Regions from separate parts of the Mus musculus genome. Here region 1 is linked to region 2. Evidence: chromatin contacts called from public promoter capture Hi-C data. All regions are on one chromosome and are shown on one strand. The core of a region is the stretch at or near the end of the contact, and the rest is flanking DNA. Distances in the headings are between cores, read along the strand shown. Region 1 holds the start of B3gnt3 (UDP-GlcNAc:betaGal beta-1,3-N-acetylglucosaminyltransferase 3). Region 2 holds the start of Zfp882 (zinc finger protein 882).

Evidence for each region. Promoter capture Hi-C pulls out the DNA fragments that hold promoters and counts their contacts.
Region 1: a promoter capture Hi-C map of epiblast stem cells shows a contact between it and region 2, with 4 times the contacts expected there. The contact joins the promoter of B3gnt3 here to the promoter of Zfp882 in region 2. A contact is called at or near these places in 10 of 39 promoter capture datasets (the C10 cell line, the HPC-7 cell line, epiblast stem cells and 7 more), 1 of 15 datasets of contacts at CTCF or cohesin (embryonic stem cells), 10 of 484 Hi-C or Micro-C datasets (the AtT-20 cell line, bone marrow-derived macrophages, cerebral cortex and 5 more), 10 of 115 datasets of contacts at active chromatin or transcription factors (the SCID.adh cell line, bone marrow-derived dendritic cells, bone marrow-derived macrophages and 4 more) and 4 of 9 other capture datasets (adipose tissue, liver, macrophages and 1 more).

The regions. Positions count from the first base shown.
Region 1 is chr8:71,697,036-71,703,407 of GRCm38.p6, reverse strand. B3gnt3 (UDP-GlcNAc:betaGal beta-1,3-N-acetylglucosaminyltransferase 3) reads left to right here and starts at 1,608. Exons shown (of 3, transcript NM_028189.3): 1 at 1,608-1,690.
Region 2 is chr8:71,906,215-71,912,737 of GRCm38.p6, reverse strand. Zfp882 (zinc finger protein 882) reads right to left here and starts at 4,132. Exons shown (of 3, transcript NM_001166645.1): 1 at 4,000-4,132. The coding sequence starts at 4,002.

The sequences.
Region 1 (6,372 bases), core at 359-2,858, 210 kb after region 2:
CTGCCCCAATTAAATGTTGTCCTTATAAGACTTGCCTTGATCATGATGTCTGTTCACAGCAGTAAAACCCTAACTAAGACACTGGCCCATCTGATAAGTGCTGAGAACATGGCACCTCCTGGTGGCTTTAATTTGCTCTCCTTGGGGTACAGGAAGGCAGGGCAGCTTTGAAAACACAGGAGTCCTTTTTCTCTGGCCTGGCTTCCCTCACCAGGCCTCCCAGAGCCAGGGAGATAGGTGCTTATCTCAGGAGGGTGAGTCCCAGCAGCTGGGGCAGAGCCTTGGGTGGGGTGTCCTTGCCTGTTTATAATGCCATTGCCGTTTTCACCGAAGTGACTCCAAAACCTCAACTATGCAGTGAGTGAACATTTGTCAGGCAGGTCCAGGCTGAGTCACCTGCATTCTGAGCAGGAGCCAGAAGAGGTGTTTTCTGTGGCAGGGAGCTGGAGTGAGTGGCAGTTAACATGGCCCCCGGCAGCCTTACCTGCTGCATTGCCAGAACATGGTTGCCCCCACAAGATCATCCCTCCCGCCCCTGACCTGCTCCTTGTCTGTGGATTTTTCTGCCGTGTGACACAGGTGGGACGTTTGTACTAGCTGCTGTCACTCAACAGCAGGGCCTCTTCAATCATTTTTATGGTTCACTAATATCCCAGTGCCCGTGAATAGGGCTGCTGTGACCTCTGGGTGCACTCAGGGAAGGATTACCACGTCAAGGGACAATCCTGGAGCTCTGCCCACTGTGTACTGGTCCAGGGAGCCAGTGTCAGGAGGACTCAGTTTCCGGTTTAGGAGCTTACTTCTCCCTCCAGCAGGCTACTAGGGCCTGGGACTCAGAGTTAAGACCACCAAGTTTTTGAGGTAACTTCTGAGGAAGGGCGTGGTTGGGGACGCTCCTAGGAGATTTACACCTGATCCTGGCATTTAGGAGTTGGAGGGCCTACCAACAGGTTTTAAGGTCCTGGGATCTTCTAAGTCTCTGAGCTCACTCTCCTCCAGGCTGAATGTTTCCTCAGGAGAAGAGGGAGGAGGGGGGGCAGCTGCAGCATTGGCTGAGCTGGGGGGCTGGGAGGGAGGCAAGAGGCTACAGCAGGGGCTGAAATGAGGAAGGAGGGCGGAGGTTGAAGCCTGGGCTGAGCTGTGGGAGAGGCGCTGCAGTAGGGGACAGACAGACAGACTTGCTCAGGACAGGGGAGCTCCTGCTCCCTCTCGTGGCGTGGAAGAGGAAGATGGGGCTCTAAATGAAGGAGGGGTTGGAGGGAGTTAGACTCCCAGGGGAGGGGTAGGACTGGAGGAGGAAGAGGTCAGGTTGGGAATAGAGGTCCACTGGAGGAGGTGGGGGTTAGGGATAAAAGTGAATGGGCATGGCCAAGAAAGAGGGAAGGAGGGTGGAGACGTGGACCTTCTCGGGTAAATCTGGACGCAGGGTGGCGCCTAGAGGGAGGGGAAGGGCCAAAGTCCAGGTAGAAAGACAGGTGGGGAAGAACATGACCACAGTGAAGAACAGGACGGGGAGGGGCAAGGGAAAGGAACTAGACGGGGGGGGGGGGGGGGTGAGGGCGGAAGGAGGGAGACTTTCTCCTTGGCTACTAGGAAGCTCGACTCACTGGAGGGAGGAGCGGGAAAGGGAGAACAGGGAAGAAGCGGAGGAAGGCGAGTAGCCAAGAGCCAGCTCAAGGCGGTCGCCCAGGTAAACAGTGTGGCCTCCGGGGTTGTCTGGAGCCCGCGATCGCAGTGAGTGCCAGGGTCTCGGGTGGGGTGGTGCGAAGTTGAAATCTGTGGCGCTTTCTAGCTGCACCGTGCTGAAGATGCTCCGCAGCCCCGGCCATACTCCTGGGCTCCGGGTCTCTTAGACGCCGCGAAGTAGCCCCGCTACTTTCCAGGATCAGAAGCCCGCGTTTTCCCCAGTGTCTGCACAGCCGGGTGGCCTCGGCTCTGACTCGGTTTCCCCTGTTCGAGTTTGTGAAACTTTCCCTGTATGGGAGTTAGGCTGTGGTGAAGTAAACTGCGAGGCGTGGTGGTGGCAGCATAGTTAAATTGATAGTCTGTATTGCTAACCGAGGTTCTGACGCTTTGGGGTAAATTTCCCATTCTTTTCTTTTTTCTCCTTTTTTTTCTGAGACTGTCTTTGAACAGTCTACCTTCCTCCTGAGTGCTTGGTCTCGGGTCCCCACTTTCACTTTCTCATCCTGGCCTGTCACACTCTGTGGAGTCAGGAGGAGAAGGTGCGGCCGCTTAGGGGACATTAGTTGGTGCCCATCTGGTCAGTGTTTGCGCAGCCAGCCCAGGCCGGATCCCTTCCCCTGGGCGTGGCGTTTCCCCTCAATAGCTGAGATTGCGAAGATCCTGTAGGGGCCCCAGGAGACTACTCTGCTGCCCCCTCCGAGGTCTGGAACCCCGCGGACTTTTGTTCCCTGTCCTGCGTGGAGGGGCGCTGGAGGCAGAAGTGGGTGCCTGGTCCAAGTCCCTGTGCTAAGCTGATCCCCTGCCTCGGGTCCCCTCAGGAGGCGCTAACAGCCCAGCAAGGGTGGGGCTGGGGCCGGCGTGTTTACTTTACTCTTGATTACAGGGATCTTGTGTCTGTGACATTTTATCTTGATTGTAAAAATTAAAGAGGTTATTGTAATCCTGGTGTAAACGTCACCGGAAGAGGGACGAGAGAATGGGACCCGCTTAGAGGGTAGGGATCTAGGGTGACCCCAGACGCCAGGCCTATGAGGCTGCTCTGCTAATTGGAAGGGCAAGGAAATGGCCAGCACCTTCCCAGCCTCCGTTTCCTTGTCTGGGAAGTGGGCCGGGCTGGGCTTTCTTTCCCGGTTGGGGGTGGGGGGCTGGGGGACGCTGTGTAGCCTCGGAGAAGCTGTGTGAAGGCAGGGCGTTACCTCCGGAAAGCTGGGGTGTGAAAGCAGGGCCATCAAGACCTGGGCCTCCGAAGCTTTATCTTTATAGGAACTCTCTTTTTGTCGGTAAAATTCCAAGTTCCTCGTAAAAAGAAAATTGCCCAGGGTTAAGGAGCTAGTACAAACCTGAACGGAGCTGCCATGGGGTCAGTTGATCAGCTCGTCCTACCCAGCTAAGCGCTGGGTGACCCCGGGCTCAGGGTCACAGGGACAAACACCAACCTGGGGACCCCACGTCCAGCTGGGACGCACAGAAGGAACTGTCCCTGAAGCACCCAGCATCCTCCGCATCCCTCACTCTGGGAGAATGATCCAGAACGTCTGAGCGTGTCAGTATCCACCCTGATGCCTCTTTGAGCACGTGTCATTCCTCTACCTCAGTAGCCTTCTGAAGGCCGCTGCCAAGTCAGGGCCAAGGGCACAAGACCGTTTCCACCCAGGGCAGGGGGAGCCAGGGCTCATGAATATTCATAAAGAAATAACCAAGCCCATCATTAAGACTCAGTGTTTGAACCACACATAGTAATGAGCATTCTATGGGTCATTAATATCAAGATGAATCTCATTAATATTTAGCTAAAGTCATTAATATTCCGATGAAGTTCATTAATAGTCACAGCAGCAGCGCTATGAACCTCGGTCTGTGAGCCAAAAGTCAGGTCATTGGCCATCGACCTGTGCGTGCATGTCGACTGATGAGGCATCCAGTTCAACTTTGACACATTGATTAGCCAGTGCCTCTTCAGTATCCAATGTGTCCTTCCTATGCAATGGCTCATCAATATGCAGTGAATAATTAATACGCAACGTCTCATTAAGAAGCAACATTTTCTTTTCTTTTCTTTCTTTTTTTTGTGGTTTTGTGTGTGTGTGTGTGTGTGTGTGTGTGTGTGGTTTTTTTCGAGACAGAGTTTCTCTGTGTAGCCTTGGCTGTCCTGGAACTATCTCTGTAGACCAGGCTGGTCTCAAACTCAGAAATCCGCCTGCCTCTGCCTCCCAAGTGCTGGGATTAAAGGCATGCGCCACCACTCCCGGCAGAAGAAGCAACATTTTCTTATGTTCTGTGGCTCATTAACATTTGGTTAGTTTGTTGTAATTAATGACCGAATTCAGCAATATTAACTGGTCAATAATTAATTGTGTAGCCAGTGTCTGGGAACTGTGTTTTTCAGGGCAATATTGTCTATGACATGGGTCATGGCCCTTTTCCAGCCTAGCACCCAGGAAGAAGGTTTTGTGAGCAGTTCTCAAACTGTTTATTTTTTGCTTCTTGGACAAGATAGCACAGCAGCTGTGAGTCTTGGGGGCTTAGGAACTATTCAAATATTCAGGAATTAGTCATTGGGTCTCTGGGCACACACCCATGGCTTTTTATGCTTTTTGAGTTTTGGTTTTTGTTTGTCTTTGTTTTTTTTGGGAACAGGGTTTCTTTGTGTAGCCCTGGCTGTCCTGGAATTCACTCTATAGGCCAGGCTGGCCACACAGTCATAGAGATCCTCCTGCCTCTGCCTGCTGGGACTAAAGGTATTCACTACCAATGCAGTGGGTGAGGGGCAGTAAGCCCAGTGCCTAGCACAGCTCGGCAGGAGCTCCACCCCTGAGCCACCTCCGAGCCCCTCACTACAGGATTCCCTTTGCCCTCTTTAGCCCCATCTCTCCAGCAGACACTGGTGATATGATGTCTCCTTGGTGTAATTCCCATTGCCAATGCAGGCAGCAGCCATCGCTGTACTGATGCTGGAAGCACAAGGAAAGGCCTGCTTCCTCTGTCTTATTTCAACTTCCGGAACTGGGAGGAAGCAGCTCAAATTGCTTCCTGGTACAAACAGCCCTGGGCAGAACTTGTCTGACAGTCAGGGGCAGAGCAGAATCACTCTGAATCCTCACATCTGTAACCTTGTGTTTCTTGACACCATGTCCCACAGTGCCCTGCTGATGGTCGGGGCATCCAGGCCAGCAGCATTCACTCACAGGCTACACCCCACCCACCCACACAGGTTCCCTCCCCAGTGTCCCTATACAAAGCCCCAGAGGTTTCTCATCTCCCCATACATATTCTTCAAGGTCCCCAGCCAGGCCAGCCACCTCCCTCTCCTGTATGTATAACTACTTTATTGGGGTTTTGTATACCACTCTCCCATCCCTGATTCCTTCCAACACACCAACTCCAGATAGGGGAGAAAGAAGGTTTCAGGAAAAAGGGGTGTTGTTCTCTTTAGACTACTTCCTGCTGAATAGGTGCAAGTCCAATTCATTTTGTCAGGATATCTCAAACTTCTTTTCAAACTGCAACAATAGCAACCAGGAGGAGTGTTCTCCTCCTCCTCCCCCTCCTCCTCCTCCTCCTCCTCCTCCTCCTCCTCCCCCTCCTCCTCCTCCTCCTCCTCCTCCTCCTCCTCCTCCAAACCTCCACCTCTCTTTCAAGCTCTCTTGCCCCTCTCTGGCCTCTGGCATTTATACCCTCCCCCGAGTCCTCAGAATTGAACTATCTGCAGCTGGCAGGATCACGCCCCTGCTGGAACACACATAAGGCAAATGGTCAGCTTCCATGGAGTCTGAAGCAGCCCCACATCCCACCCAGGATTTAAAGAAAAACATGTTTTCATAACATAACTGGGTTATTTAAGAAACCAGACCCTAACTACAGACTTCCACATTGGGGTGTGTGTGTGTGTGTGTGTGTGTGTGTGTGTGTGTGTGTGTGTGTGTGTGTGTGTGAGAGAGAGAGAGAGAGAGAGAGAGAGAGAGAGAGAGAGAGAGAGAGAGAGAGAAGGGATCGCTCTCTGCTTCCCAGCAAGAGGTCTAGCCTAGGCCTTAGGTGGTCTCACAGGCAAAGAAGAGGTCTAGCCTAGGTGTTAGGTCAAGCCTAGATAGGAGGAGTCTCTTCCCTGCCTGTAGCTATTCCTTCCTTCCTTCCTTCCTTCCTTCCTTCCTTCCTTCCTTCCTTGAAAGATGTGTGTGTGTGTGTGTGTGTACACCATTGCTATCTTCAGACACCCCAAAAGAGGGCATCAGATCCCATTACAGATGGTTGTGAGCCACCATGTGGTTGCTGGGAATTGAACTCAGGACCTCTGGAAGAGCAGTCAGTGCTCTTAAGCACTAAGCCATCTCTCTACCCCCCCCCTTTCTTCTTTCTCTCTTTTCTCTCTTTTGTCCTCTTTCTTTATTTTCAGGTGCTTTTTGTGGGTTTCCCCTGGGTTCTCCTCACAATGTTTTCTCTGGCTCAGCTCAGCTCAGCTTCTCCTGACACAATTGTCACCAACTGTCTTCTCTTCTTGGTCTGCTAGCCCTCTGCCCTATCAGCTGTCTTCATCTCTCCCTCTCAGTCTTTCTTCTCACAGCAATGTCCTTCTCTGATCCTACCCTCCTCTCAGCCTTGGCTGGCATTTTTATTTTTACGCTCCCTGTTCCCAGAATTCCAAGAGGCAGTCAACATTGAAGGCCATAGGGTCCTTTAAAGGGCCAGGCA
Region 2 (6,523 bases), core at 2,883-5,382:
AAACAAAACAACCCTCACTAGTTAGTATCTATAATAGAGTTAGCATCAGCTATCTGGAGACTAATCTTAAAAATAATTAAGAATGGGGCTTGGAAAAATGTTTGACTCTCAAATGAGAGATCCTGAGTTATACACCTCCAACCCCCACTAACCCATATACAATTGCTGGGCATGGTGGGACACCTTATAATGCCAGTACTGGGGAGGTGGGGACACGTGGATTCTTGGTACATAGTTGTTAGCCAATCTAGGACAATTGGTAGGCTTCAGGCAAAAAGCCTGATGGACAAGATTCCCAAGGGATGACATCCAAGGTGTCATTCCGATTTCCATATACATGCATGCAGAATGTACAAATGTGCATTTGTACTTGTGCAAACATATGCAACCATGTACATGCATTGAAAAAAAAAAACAACATCCCCTGGGGGTCTAGAACCTGGAAACTGGATGGATTTCACCAGCATACTCGTAGAGATGGGCTCAGTGTTCTAGTTTATGATAGCAATATACTACTTGTCTTTCTTTCCCGTTTTCTTTCTAAATGTCTGCAAGCTTCTGACATGCTTATCAAAAGGATCCTATTAGATCAGAAAGAAAATACAATCTAGAAGAATAGTCTCCAATAACCTGATATGACAGATAATATAGGACTATGACTTCATCTCCCAACTTCTTTCTTAGAAAATTGTGCACATCCTCTTTGACTGCACATAGAAAACTTTGGAAAGCTTGTACTTGGTATCTTATAGGCAATCTTAAATATTTTGAAAAAAAACTATGAAGAATAACCTACTTTGATAATGCAAAAAGATTTTATTTTTTTCTCTCAAAAATGCTAAGGGAAATATAAATGAGGGGAATGGCATTGCTAGAAGAGGATCAGATATATTGAGTTAATATAAGTATTTCTCAATATATCTTTATCCAGTTGACTACTAACCCAAAAGATATCTACATATAAATAAAGAGTATATCACATAAAGAATGTGAACTGAATGAGCTGAACATTTTTCAAAACAAGAGTACTGAGCAAAAATGTCTAAACAAAATAACGTTATGTGGCTTCATTACCCTGATATCACAAATAGATCACCCAGAAATAGAGACAGACAGACAGACAGATCAACTGAGGAACTTCAGAGTTAAACTGCATCATAGATCATGCACCTAACAGCCTTTTACTCCTTTTACTCTATCAAACAAGTGCAGAACACATGCTCTTCTCAGCATCAGATGAAAGCTTCTCCAAAATACATCACCTACTAGGTGATAAGGCATTAGTAAATCAAAATACATTTTAAAAAGCCAACTAACAGAGCAACCAACCAAACACACCCCCCCCAACCAAAAAACACTCTGAAATGCTTTCTTGCATTGTACAAGATCAAAAATAGTCAACTTGCAAAATACTTAATTTGGAAAAACTATTAAGAAATCTAAGTCCAGGAAGACAGCTTAGTTTTTATCCTGCTCGCCACCTAAACATAAAAAACTAATTTCTGATCCCTAGTGCTCACATACAAAGTTGGCCATGGTGGCACACACCAGTGATGGGTACTTAGAAGGCTTGTACTGTGAAACTATTAGAGGAAAACAAAAATGTAGCCAAACTGCTCTGTAAAATGTATATATGATAATAAACAGCTCTGTAGAATGTATATATGACAATAAACTGCTCTGTAGAATGTATATATGATAATAGAAATAAACGAAAGGAAATCTTTACTTGGAAACATGCTCACATTTTTCCCTTTCCCATGAATAGAAATCAAATTATATACTGAAATGGAAAAGGCAAAAATCAAGAATTCAAAATCGCATAACTGACCTCAGATGCAAGACAGTCTTTGATAATATTAAACACCATGTCATGATAAGAGCTCAGAATCTAGTAGGCACAGAAGAATCATACATTAACATAGTAAAGGTCTGTATGACAGACACACATTAGTAATAACATTCTAAATGAAGGGGGCAAAACCTGAATGCATTGTCTCAAAAACCATAAAAAAACCAAAACCCACTAAGTGACTATTCACTACTCTTCTTGAATATAATATTAAACTATTAGCCAGAGAATTATGCAAGCAAAGGCAATAACAGGTATATAAATCAGAAAGGAGGAAGTCAAACCATCTTTGTTTCAATACATAAAGAGGAAAACCCAAACCTGTTACTGTAGTGTACACCAGGAGTCCCAGTATGTGGGAGGCTAAGAAAGCAGGGTTAAGAGTTCCAGGTCAGCCAGGCGTACACAGTTATACTGTCTGTGTAAAAAGTAACAAACAAACAAACAAACAAACAAACAAACAAACAAAAAAGGTATAAACCGGGTGTGGTGGCGCACACTTTTAATCCCAGCATTCAGGAGGCAGAGGCAGGCAGATTTCTGAGTTCGAGGCCAGCCTGGTCTACAAAGTGAGTTCTAGGACAGCCAGGGCTATAGAGAGAAACCCTGTCTCGAAAAAACCAACCAACCAACCAACCAACCAACCAAACAAACAAAAGTAACACATATCTGAGAAAACTAAGGAGAGTCCAAAAGATTACACCAAAAAGGCTTATATTATAAAGTATTTAGCAAGGGTACAAAATCAACACACAATGCCAGTATATTTTCTCTCAGCAAGTAATGAACTATCTCAGAGATACACTGTTAGAAAGTCATAATGCCTATACACATAAACTAAAATGCCCAAATTAAATGATGATGAGAAAATGTTCTACAAAGGCAGCTTTAGGTCACTGAAGAAAAAAATAAAGAGAAAGAAAGAGAGGATTTGGAGTTGGGTGGGCAGAGAGGTGGAGAGATTGGGGAGGAGTTGGGGAGAGGAAAAGTGTAATCAGAATATATTGTGTGAATTTTTTTTCAATTAAAAAAAATAAAGAAATTAAACACGACACTAGAAAAGACTACCATGATCATGGATTAGGAGAATCAATATTGCTAAAATAATTCAAAGTTGTAATTCAGATTCAATGAAATTTCCATTAAATAATCACATTTTACACACAACTAGCAACAGTTCTTAAAATTGCTATGACAGTGCAACAGACCCGGGGGGAGCCCAAGATATCCTCAGCAAAAAAAGAGCACACTGTGCAGATCTGTAATGAAAATAAACAGAACAGAACAGAACAGAACAGAACAGAACAGAACGAAGCAAAACCCGACAGAGTAGTGTCATAAATATTGATGTACAGTCCATTGGAAAAGAGAAAATAAAAATAAGCCCATACGTTCAGCCAACTGATTCTCAACAAAGGTGCCAAAAATATATACCAGAGAAAGCACCAATAAAATAATGGTGTTAATGCTGGATTTCTACATGATGTTTGAAACTAGACTCTGATCCTAGAGAAAAACCAATTCACAAATTGTTCACTTGTTGCCTGAAAATGACTGGCTGCTCAGAAAAGACAAAACACTATTAAGCACGATCAAACCCGTACCTTAATACTGTTGACATATCCCTCCAAGCAAAGCCCTTCTCTTCTAGCCACCGCTTGACACGTTTCACACTTTTTATCTCGGGCCTTCTCCCTATTTCTAACAGTCCTTTCAAATAAAGTCATGTCTCAGCATTAAAGAAGTTGAATCCCTACAAACCGCCCAACTGCATCACAGATGGCCACACTCCTTGCACCCCCATGTTGCTCACGGGGACCTGTGGATCGCCCGGTCCAGTGAGTTTGGCAATGTGGGGACGGGCCTGGGAACCGAGGGATTTCAATTGTCAATCAAGCAGCAACAACAAAAGCATTTGGATGGAGAAGACATTCAAGGATTCCAGAATCCGCTTCCCATGGACCGGAAAGACTGGGAAATCAGGTTCTACTAGGCAAAACAAAGCAGCGGCACATCGCCCCCGCGCGGCTCCCGTACCGCCAACACAGCTGGCCGCGCAGTCCAGGAGTCGCGCGCGCAGCTGCAGTCTTTGCCGTGGTTCCCGTACCGAGGGACTCGCCTGCATTCCCCGCATCCCCGATGCTCACCATAGCTGAGCTCCGGACCTCAAGCAGCCTCACGCGGCTCCAGGGTGGAGCGGCCTGAGGTCCAGCGACCCCAAACTCCCTCAGCGGACTGGACTGAGAGAGCAGTGACAATGGCGTTGCCAGGAAGAAAGATGGCGGGTGAAGAACTTCCGCTCTGTTCTCCGGGCCTCCAGCGACCTGACTCTGATACTGGGTTTGACGGTCATGAGAAACCTGAAGCTGAACAGTTTGGCACTCAACTGAGAACAGAGTCGCAACTATGGTAGCACCAGAAAGAAAGATGGCGGTGATGCTCTTCCGCTTTGCCTGACCCCAGTCTTGATTGGATCACTTATCTCATAACTGTTTTGGGGAGGGTCAATGTTACACTGCAGGGTAGAACAATACAGCACTCCCTGAGCTGACCGTACAGTTTAGCGACTTTGGCACCAGAAAGAAAAATGGAGTTAAGGAACTTCCCACTGGTGCTCTTGACCCATACACAGAGCCCCTTGTGATGTTGTATGTTGTCAAAAGACCCTTACAAAGACCACAGAGACCGCCATCGTTGCAAAACGCATGAGGATTTTACTTGTCCAACATGTTGGGGAACACCCTCTCAGCACCAGGCCAGAGGAGAGATCCAGAACAAAGGAACACACTTTTTATTACCTTTGTAAGGGCCGGATCTAGGCACCAGGGTAGTTTGGCTTATTTTAATTGGTGTAGCCAATAACCTTTTTGGACATTGGTTGATTTGTATAGGGTGACTCTCATTTTGTCTGTCCTTGTGGTTTTTAGTGTAAGGCAGGGCAGGGGCATTGTTAATCTTGTTCTGGCAGCTGTAAGCTTAGTCATTTTGACCGTTAAAACTATGTTTCTATATTTGTTTAGCCAGCCAGCTTCTTTATCTGGCTCTGTACTTGGCCTGGTAGTACAGTTTGGAAAGTCCTTTTGAAGGGGGAAGGTACTAGGTAGTCTTGAATTTATTTTGGATATTACAGTGACACGATAAAGAATCCTTACCTAACTGGAACGAAAACAAGCACTCCAGAGTTAGCCATTTCCAGAACTGTCTAGTTTAAAATAAAAATGAGTGAATGAATGAATGAATGAATGAATAAATAGTGCAGAATTCTGTCAGACCTTCAAAGAGGAGCTAATACCAATTCTCTTCCACAAAATAGAAACAGAAGGAACACTACCTACTTCATTCTATGAAGCCACAGTTATGTTGATACCAAAACCACACAATGACTCAACAAGAAAGAGAACTTTAGACCAATTTCCCTTATGAATATTGATGTAAAAATACTCAATAAAATTCTTGCAAACTGAGTCCAAGAACACATCAAAACAATAACTCACCATGATCAAGTAGGCTTCATCCCAGGGATGCAGGGATGGTTCAACATGTGAAAATCCATCAATGTAATCCACTATATAAACAAAACTCAAAGAAAAAAAAAACACATGATGATCTCATTAGATGCTGAAAAAGCACTCAAGAAAATACAACACCTGTTCATGTTAAAAGTCTTGGAAAGATCAGGAATTCAAGGCCCATACCTAAACATAGTAAAAGCAGTATATAGCAAACCAATAGCCGACATCAAACTAAATGGAGAGAAACTTGAAGCAATCCCAGTAAAATCAGGAACTAGACAAGACTGTCCACTCTCTCCTTATCTATTCAATATAGTACTAGAAGTTCTAGCCAGAGCAACAAAAGGAGGTTAAAGAGATACAAATTTGAAAGCAAGAAGTCAGAATATCACTATTTGCAGAAGATAGTATACTTAAGTATGATAGTATACTTAAGTGACCCCAAAAATTCCACCAGATAATTCTTCAGCTGATAAACAACTTCAGCAAAGTTAGTTGCTGGATATAAAATTATCTCAAATCAGTAAACCTTCCTCTACTCAAAGGATAAACAGGCTAAAAAAGACATTAGGAAAATGACACCCTTCACAATAGTCACAAATAATATAAAATATCTTGGTGTGATTCTAACCATTCAATGGAAAGATCTGTATGACAAGAACTTCAAGTCTCCGAAGAAAGAAATCGAAGAACATCTCAGAAGATGGAAAGACCTCCCATGCTCATGGATTGGCAGGATTAACATAGTAAAAATGGCTATCTCACCAATAGCAATCAACAGATTCAATGCAATGCCTCATCAAAATTCCAACTCAATTCTTCACAGAGATAGAGCAATTCTCAAATTCACTTGGAACAACAACAACAACAACAACAACAACAAAAAACACAGGATAGAAAAAAAAAAACTATTCCAAACAATAGGAGAACATCTGAGAGAAATCACCATCCCTGACCTTAAGCTCTACTACAGAGCAATTGTAATAAAAACCTCATAATATTGCTACAGAGCTAGGCAAGAAGATCAATGGAATAGAGTTGAAGACCCAGAAATGAACCTACACACCTATGGTTAATTGATCTTTGACAAAGGAACTAAAACCATCCAAGGAGAAAAAGATACCCTTTTCAACAAATGGTGCTGGCTTAAATGGTGGTA